2 separate regions of the Bicyclus anynana genome follow, and region 1 is linked to region 2. A link is a contact called in public Hi-C data. All regions are on one chromosome and are shown on one strand. The core of a region is the stretch at or near the end of the contact, and the rest is flanking DNA. Distances in the headings are between cores, read along the strand shown.

Region 1 (4,324 bases), core at 1,390-3,889, 330 kb after region 2:
AGGACATCCGTCTTGTAAATCCACCATGGAGTCTGTCAAATGCCAAGCTAATCTAAAATCAGCACCAATTATAGTACAGTAGAAGGATATATGTTTTGAGGCATTGGTGTAAAGCCTCCTGTGCCTGCAAATCATCGATAACTATTATTTTTAAACAAAATATAATATGTCTAGTAATATGTGGACATAGATCTCTGTCACAATGTCATATAACTATTACATATTTCCCATTACAGGCATGTTTCAAACTTTTTATTAAGTTTGAAAGTTAGATTTACTTATCACCACCACTTTCTTATTATATAACAATGTAAATAAACATTAACAAATCTCTTAATCTCTCTGTAAATAAATTTTGATATTGACTCTCAAAGAGGATCCTAAATAAGAGTCTGGTACTCTTAATTTAGCAGCCTTTACCTGTAGAGATTTGATATTTGGCTTCTAAATAGAATAAATATTACAGAAGTCTGTTCTAATAACTTTAGATTGCACTATCAAACTTTGATAAACATACTACAGAGTGTGTTGCTAACTGATATCTAATCAAATAGCAAATTATTTCCTATCTCTAAAGCACTCCTCTTTTGAGCACATGCAAAACTAGCCAATTTACTTAATTACTAGCTGAACCTCGCTGTTTTACCCACGCAGTTCCCATTACCAGTGGGAATATGGGGATAAAATATATCCCATGTGTAATAATGCCATAATGTAGCTTTGTATTGGTGAAAGAAATTTTTAAATCAGCCCAATAGTTATTGAGCTAGTACATACAAAAGTACAAATCTTTCCTCTTCATAATATTTGTATAGCTTACCACCATGGTGAACTCATATTGTTCGACAATGTAGAACAAATTTTACTTATAAATATTCTTGTAAAATATGAACTTTGGACTTTTTGTACTAGTACCTACATTGCCTTAACTTTTTTAACTTGTAATTGTGTTAAAGTCCGGCTGTTCCGAGATAGAGTTTCTGACAGGTGGACAATGAATGAGAGAGAGAGAGAGAGACAAAAGAATATGTTTGTCTCAATCACACCACCTGTCAAAAATGTAATCTTTGAGCAGCCAGACTTTGTGCTGTTCTTAGGTTGTATTCAATTGGGTGCTCAGGCAGTAAGTTTTTGCATCTATGAAGTTGTGTTACATTTTAATGATAATAAACATAAACTCAACAAACTGCACAATATCTTCCAAGCAGTTGTTTATTAAATTTACCCATGTGAATATTTACGAAACTAGGTCAAGTTTGTCTAAAGAAGCATGTATTTTAATTCATTATTGGTGATTCTTTTTTTTAAATAATTTGATCAAGTTATGATAAGAAACTTAAACAATGTTAAGCAATAACAGAAATATATGTGGAAATACTTTTAATTGACTCGTACTACCAGTGGTTTAAGTCTTTGTCTTTAAGACTGTTTTTTTATACCATACTGAGGTCTGGGTTCGAGTCCCAGACTAATTGAGAATGAATATTATTGTAACATTGTTTTTTTTTAAATAACATTTGCCATATCTATTGAAATAATCCAATATTCCTGTTCCCCTCCAATTAGTCTGATAAGACTGTGTTACGAGTAGGTACAATAGACCAGGTAGTGGAACAAATCACCACCTCTTGGTGATGAGTTCTTCCAATAAATTCTCAATTGAAGCTCAAGTTTAGGAAGTTGGCTGTTACACCAACTAGCTTTGAAGACATGTTAAACTGTTGGGCTCAGTAATTATGATTGGTAGAATTTGAATATCTAAGCTCTCTCTGTCCCTCTCCTATAATAAAGGTGGTAGTCAGTGGGACTTTCAAATAGGCTGTCATTGATGATTTTAAATCATATCAAAGTGACAGGCTTTTAACTTTTAGTTTTTTGATTTATTGTATTTAGTTTTTTTACTGACAATTTCATATTTAACTTTATCATCATTAGATCATTATCACATACACACAGAGATCTCTTAATTATTATTTAATTATTTTTTTGGAGGGGAAACAATTTGGTATCCATACAAGTTTTTTTACATTTCCTTTGTGAAGAAATTTATCATGGAAAGTGGTAACACTTATTGTTCTTATACCTCTTACAATCCAATTCTCTCTCGAATCTCATTAAAACATTGAAATATAAATACTTGAGTACCTACTTCAGATTTCTTGAGTGTACAATTGATGCTTGTTTTTATAACTAAGCAAAAACTGTAATAATCATGTTCTATATGCACAAAGGTCTATTAATGCTTAACACAACATACATAGACTTTGTATGCTAATTTATTTATTTAATGTAACAAAACTCAACAATCTTTCGTCGTCGGGTCGTGTTATTCGGCGAATTATTATTCTAAATTATTAGTAAACTGATAATAAGGATAATGATTTAAAGATAATCACCAAATTCTCTCTAATTTCCGTCCCTGGCGAAGTTAGAATTTCCGATGCCATTTTCAATTAAAATGTTCTCGATTCACGGAAGCACTACACAGTTTGCACAATGAATGTGTAATTATTATATAACGAATATGGAAAAAATCCTATAAAAATAATATTCACTTCGTATAATTAAATTTCTAATTATTATTTAAAATAAAAACGTGAACACAAAAGGAACCACAAACCATAAATCACAAATAATCAATGTGACATTGACAGTTGACACTTGACACAGTGTTTGATAATTGACATTCATTTGACATATGAATTACGATAGAAATTGACCACAGTGCTTTTGATTTTTTTTTAAAGCTTTTGATGGTTACATTCCACTAAACGATCACAATCATGACTACGGCACAGTTCATTCGCTCCACTTGCTTGCGAGCGTAGCTATCATAAACTTAAATGGAATGGATGGATTATGGAGCGTTTTGAGCTAAGACTGTAATGATTTTTGAGCAAAAGGGTTGGCCGGCGAAAGCTAAACGCAGATGGCGCCATCAAAGCTGGTGCCTTTATAACTTTCGTCAGTGGCGTTTATAGCGGAAAATTTAAAAGAAGTAGCGTGTTTTAAAACAAATTAAATCTTTGAAATTTGTTGACACGCTTTGAAATTTGTTTTAAAATTTGAAAAAAATCCTTTAAGGTTTGAGACATTAAGGTCGAATGTAAAGTGTATCACCTTAAAGTAAGTATGTAGTACATTATCTAATACGAATGAATAAATTTATATGGATATTAATGGTGTTAAATGTTTTCGATGTGTAAGTTTACCTCGCCCCCCTCAAAAAACGACAGACTTTTTTGTTGGTGAATTTGGGTGCGAAACAAGTCCATTCTTTTTAATGGTCTAAGGATTTGGTGCATTTTAACTTAACTTGCATTTTGACTTTGTCTGTGGTGCACATTTTTGACTTGACGTTGACGTTTGTGTTTTATTTATGACTTTTTAGTTTTTGTAAAATTTGTCATCTGTGTTTGTAAAGTTGTGAAGAACCTACCCTTTTTGTTTTGGTTTAAAAATCATGAATGGATATAATTTTGATTCCAAAATAAAAAGAAATTTGTTGTAAAATGGCTGACTTTGCGAATGCCACAGAGGCGGCATCCTTAGCTGTTTCTTTCGATCAAGCAGGAGAAGTAGAAAAAGCGGTAGAATGTTACCGAACGGCTGCAAGACTTCTCGACAGGGTTTGCAGTCACGTATCGCCGGAAAAACAAGTAGATCTCCGGGAGAAGGTGAAGGAGTATATGAAAAGGGCCACCTTCTTGGAGGAACAAAAAGGTATTCCATAAATTATTTATTTTAAAAGTTTATAGTATGTGATGACTCATTGGATTTTTGTTTATAATTATCAACCAATTTTTATTGCATTACAATGATGCTTGTTACATACACATTTGCTTTTGTAAATTGTTTTTTATGCATGTAAGTACATTTAGTATTTGATAAAAAGAGGTTTCCCCGTTTGTCATATCATAATCTTAGTGTTGTTGGTTATTGTTCTACATTACACGGTAGACACTATATGTTATGTATGTTGTGTTGTAAAAATTTGATATACTTATAATTTTTTTTTTGAATTTTTATTATTAATTTTTTATCATAATTGTATAGATCATAACCAACATGGTTATGATCGTATACAATTATAAAAAACTAGTCAAAAATTATCATTCAAGTAAGTAGATAGTGGTGTAATTTAGGTCCATCAGTGAGGAAATAATTAAATTACCTAAAACAAAAGTGATAAATAATTTTTTTATTTATTTATTTTGAAATTAAGCGTAACTATTATGCAACGTAACCACAGTTAGGTTTACACTGATTATTATTATTAACTATACTAAGTATATAAATAACCAAAAAAAAAAAATCAAAAAGA
Region 2 (4,761 bases), core at 1,559-4,058:
TCTGTCTAGGTTTGCTCGAAATTTTTGATCCTTGATCAACATTTCTCCTATGGTGTCTTTTAGTTTATTATCATCTATGTCTGCTGGAAGTTCTGTTGCCTTTACTGCAGCAACTCTACCAGCTTGTCGAGCTAAACTAATAATTTCATCACGTTTTTTATTAGCCTCATCAACAACCAAAATGTCCTTAACACCAAGAGTGAATCCAAACCATTGTAAGTAGAAAGTAAAAACTTTTGAAAATGAGCTTAAAAGTGCAGCTGAACTGTCTCCACCATATAATTCATACATGCAGTGAACTAAACCATAAGGCGTTGCTCCATAGTGAGTTTTATCTAACACTCCACATAAAAGTTCACCTTTTCTTATAATTACTTCTGCCTCAGACATTGAATTTGGATTTGCAAATTCTGCACCACCTCCTTCCCATGCTCTAGGAGGTTCTTTCTGCCAGGCCTTTGCATTAATCTTTGCCTTACCATCTAAGGAAAGGTATGGCTTTCCTTTGGGAATGGTATTGACTATTATAGTAGACAGCACTTGTTTACCAGACCATAATACAAGTGGTTTTATAATTGTCGGAGGAAGCAATTTAATTTCACCTCTGTGATTTGGCAATGCTTGTAAGACTAACTGTTGATAATCAGCTTTAGAAAAGAAAGTGCCTCTTAAGGACATCCTGACCCCAGAAATTACATGATCTTGAATTAAACCACTAAGTGGAGTTCCATCTTTTGGTACTAAGTATTGTTTTGTTACAGACATAATATTATATGCTTCACTTCTAGCTATTTCATTTTGAGGGAAATGAGCATTCATTTCATCACCATCAAAATCAGCATTATATGCTTTACAATTCGCATAATGTAACCTTAATGTTTTCTCCCCTAGAAGTATTCTTGCCTTGTGTGCCATCATACTAGGTTTATGAAGTGTAGGCTGTCGATTTAATATCAGCACATCACCATTGATCAAGTGTCGATGTACAATTTTCAATTCAGATTTTTTAAACTCTTCAGGAGTTAATAACTTTTTAGCCAGAGATTTTCTTTTTTGAATGGAATCAGGAGGAATTCTGATCATTCTCCCATTTTTGATTTCTAATTTCTCAGCTCCTGGATGCTTGTTTGGTCCATTGATTACCATTTTCCTTAACTCATCTACATTCCATTCTGTAACTGGAATTGGGAATGTCAACTTTGTAGCAAAAGCCTCAGGGATACCTATTTCATCAATGTCTACATTGGGATCAGGTGTGATAACTGATCTAGCAGCAAAATTGACTCTTTTGCCCATCATATTCATTCTTATTACACCAGTCTTTTTTTCAAGAATCTGCTTTAATCCTTGACTCTCAGCGCCTGAGCCTTCGCAGTTGAGTAGTTGATTGGTTTGTCTTTGTAATTCTTGCCACACTGAATGTAGCTTTTCTGCAGGTGATGTCCCTGAGACACGCTCATATGCCTGCCTTGGATGTAGGTCAAGACCATCAATACCTTTTTGTTGATCAGGTGCTGTTAAAACCTGTAGTACAGCCCTGGCACTGTAAGCAAAATTCATTATATTTTTATACACATGATTTTGTGGATGTTCAACTACCTGACCAAGCAAAAAATTACAAGGTCTCACACAGGGAGGCAACACTGGTATAACCTGCATAAAAAATAAATCTGTAACAGGTTTAATGTTTCCATACTTTAGTATTGGAATACAGCAAGTTAGGATATCTTCATCATTTTCTGCTATAGAGGTGCAGTGATGCTTTATTTCATCAGGCATTAAGATTTTAATTCCTTTTTTATCTGACAAACCACCTTCAGTACTCATGTTGACCATAATCTTATTATCACTAGTTGTAACTTTAATAAGTTTGCTCTTACAATAAAGACATTTTTTTGATGTATTCATAACTTTAAAGAAATTATTAATGATCTTTGTTCTCAGTTTGTCTGTGTTTTTATTTTGAAACTTCTCATTGATTGCATCTCTTTTTCTAACCAGCTTCTGATATTTCCTTATCACTTTGTTAGGCTTCTCTGGTGATGTTGCACTGTTGTAGTCCTTGATATCACATATGTAGTTGCCCAAGTCTAAAGCAGCAGTAATATGGCCAGTGTCGAGAAGTTCCAACTGTAATTTCAATATGAACTTCATTCTGTCATCCATTTGTATTTTGAAACACTTTAAACATGACATTCTAAATAGAGTGTAAACAGTTTTATTGAATATCGGATTTATCACTGTAAGTGGGAGTTCTATGTGTCCAAAATGTCCAGGACAGTGTAGGAGAGTGTTAGAGCAGGTTGTGCAAAAATCATTGCGGTCTTTTAGTGGTCCCATAGCAGGGTCATAGAGGCCTCCTTTTATAGCATTGCCCATACTATCGAAAGTAATGGTGCTTGTGATTTTCGCCACGCTAAGTTTTTTTATCTCTTCGTCGGTAAACATGAGAAACTGTATAGAGTCCGGATCGACAGATGTCAACCCTGTCAGGTCCGACGAAAATCTTGAACTCACGTCCATTGTTAGGCCTATAAAATATTTAAAAAATCATTAAAATCATGGTAATACATAACCTCTTAGTGAAACTGTATTTTACCATAGTAGTTTACTAAGTTATATATTAGTTATTGCTTACAGGTAAATGACACGCGGACTAAATTTTAAGGATATTACATTATAAATTAAAATCCGTTTTATTATATCTTGATTGCTTTTCGACCATTTGTTTTGGTTTTTAATTTTTTAGGTTATATACACAGAACAAAACAGAAAACACAGAAGTTCACAGAACCACGGACGTCAAATAAGCAAATAACATAGAAATTAGAAACAGAACAGATTAAAAATTAAAAGTATAGTTATTTTTGTATATTTTTGGGCTACGAGTTCTAGCTTACATTGAATAAATATAGAGCCTATTTAGAATATAATATAATGGTGATAGAGCCTATTTTATAATAAAATGATTGTAGAAGCTCCACACAGCGTGACTATCTGCAAATTATTTACCGATTCTGTCACAATAGGGCCACAATCTATTTTGAAACCTGTCAAATCCAGCTAAACGCTCAAGAAAAAAAAATGCCAATACCAAACAATACCATTTAGCATATTATATGTCACAATTGATTTACACAATTTAATGTTTATTGCAATATAAAATATTTTCAACTTCATGAAGCTTAGGTAGTAGAATATACTTTTTATATTTTTATTAGTATCATATAATCATTTAACTACACTTAAATAATAAATTATCATTGCAACAATATACGTTTTTGTTGGTGAATTTGGGTGCGATGCATCTCCATCGTGAGCGTGATCATTGTGATCGCTTTGTGGAAAGTAAGCTTAATGTTATTTTAAATGGTAACATTGAGTTAATGGTTTCTAAGTAGTAGCAACATTGTACGCAGTCAAACTTTATCAAAACTTCAAACAAACTGCAAGATGGCGGCACAAGATGAAGTTGACATATGTGAAAGCTGGGAGGATATGGACGAAATTGGCGTAAGTTTATCAGTGAAAACCAAATCGGAACACTGATTCCCATGAATAATTACGTGGCACAGTGTATAATAACACAAGTTACTGTTTCAGTTGGACAAAAAGATCAAGCTGATGTCCAGTGTGCCGCCAGTGACGAGTCTAAGAGGTTGCAAGGTTACGAACGTAATTGTAGAAGAGAGCGCGTGCATTGGGTCTCAGTGCGTAATGCCTGAGCCAGCTATACGTATACTCAAGCGGCCGAGTTCCTTGGCCAGTGGGCAGCTGAACGGAGAAAACCGAGCGAGGCCCGTCAAAACACTTGAACAAAGACAGAAGGAGTATGAGGAAGCCCGGTTAAGAATTTTAGGCGAAGCTCGTAGTCCAGAGGATGTTATTGACGACAAGTAAGTCCTATATCTGTTATATCTGAACTCTGTACCTATATACCAAAATAGACACCTTATTATCCTATAGTATGTCTTTGTAGGTAGATTTAATAGAAAAACTAGCATTATACAGAACAGAGGATTTGAATCCTCCTAGTTTTTCCAACAGAGTAAGTTTGAAGACTTTGAAGACATTGTACCTCTAGATGTAGTCACTGGTAGACTGTGCACACCTCTGGATGTAGTAGTAACTTGATAGCATTAACACCTTTGTGTATTCTTCTCTCCTGGACCTTTTCTACACTTGGCCAGTAAAGGTGGGCATGTTGGTCCATTTGTTGCTGTTCCCCAGTGGAGTCATTCCAGCAAACTAAGCTTGCTCCAGAAGCTTAGCAGGCGGCCATAAGCCTCATGGAGTGTTGCTGGGGAGCCAATTTATGCTGCACATTGTTCAGATACACTTCTGCATCTAAGCATAACATGTATTAATGTTTCTTCCTCAATGCATGTTCTGCACAGAGAATTGTTGATTATATCTAGAACCGAAAGGTGTTTATGTAGTGAGCAGTGCCCTGTCATTAGTTCCGTAATGTGACATAAAGGAATATTAACACAACATAAACATTTTGTTATTTAGAGTAAGGGTTCATTTACATGAGCAGCACCTTGCCAACGGCAGCTGGAATCTGCTACCAACAACTGCAGTTGACTGCAACCGTTGACTGCTGTCAAAACATTGCCAGCTGCAGTTGTCGGTAGCAGTTGCTGTTTGTGTAAATGAAATTAGTAATTACTCACAAGAAGGTAGTAATCTAATACATTAAAAGTTCCTTGTTCACACTTTCTTTATGGGCATTTCCACTATTTTTGGATTACAAAATTG

Evidence for each region. Hi-C and Micro-C count contacts between places; a contact is called where the count stands out from the background.
Region 1: a Hi-C map of whole larva shows a contact between it and region 2, with 9 times the contacts expected there. The contact joins the promoter of LOC112045037 here to the promoter of LOC112044927 in region 2. A contact is called at or near these places in 2 of 2 Hi-C or Micro-C datasets (whole body and whole larva).

What each region holds. Positions count from the first base shown.
Region 1 is chr14:14,888,794-14,893,117 of ilBicAnyn1.1, forward strand. LOC112045037 (peroxisomal membrane protein PEX14) reads right to left here and starts at 2,640. Exons shown (of 5, transcript XM_024081085.2): 1 at 2,397-2,640. The coding sequence starts at 2,447. LOC112045036 (calpain-7) reads left to right here and starts at 3,399. Exons shown (of 12, transcript XM_024081084.2): 1 at 3,399-3,723. The coding sequence starts at 3,513.
Region 2 is chr14:14,557,521-14,562,281 of ilBicAnyn1.1, forward strand. It overlaps LOC112044927 (DNA-directed RNA polymerase I subunit RPA1), which reads right to left and starts at 2,809. Exons shown (of 3, transcript XM_024080939.2): 1 at 2,639-2,809; 2 at 1-2,531. The coding sequence starts at 2,523. LOC112044974 (SUZ domain-containing protein 1) reads left to right here and starts at 3,377. Exons shown (of 3, transcript XM_024080997.2): 1 at 3,377-3,513; 2 at 3,604-3,896. The coding sequence starts at 3,454.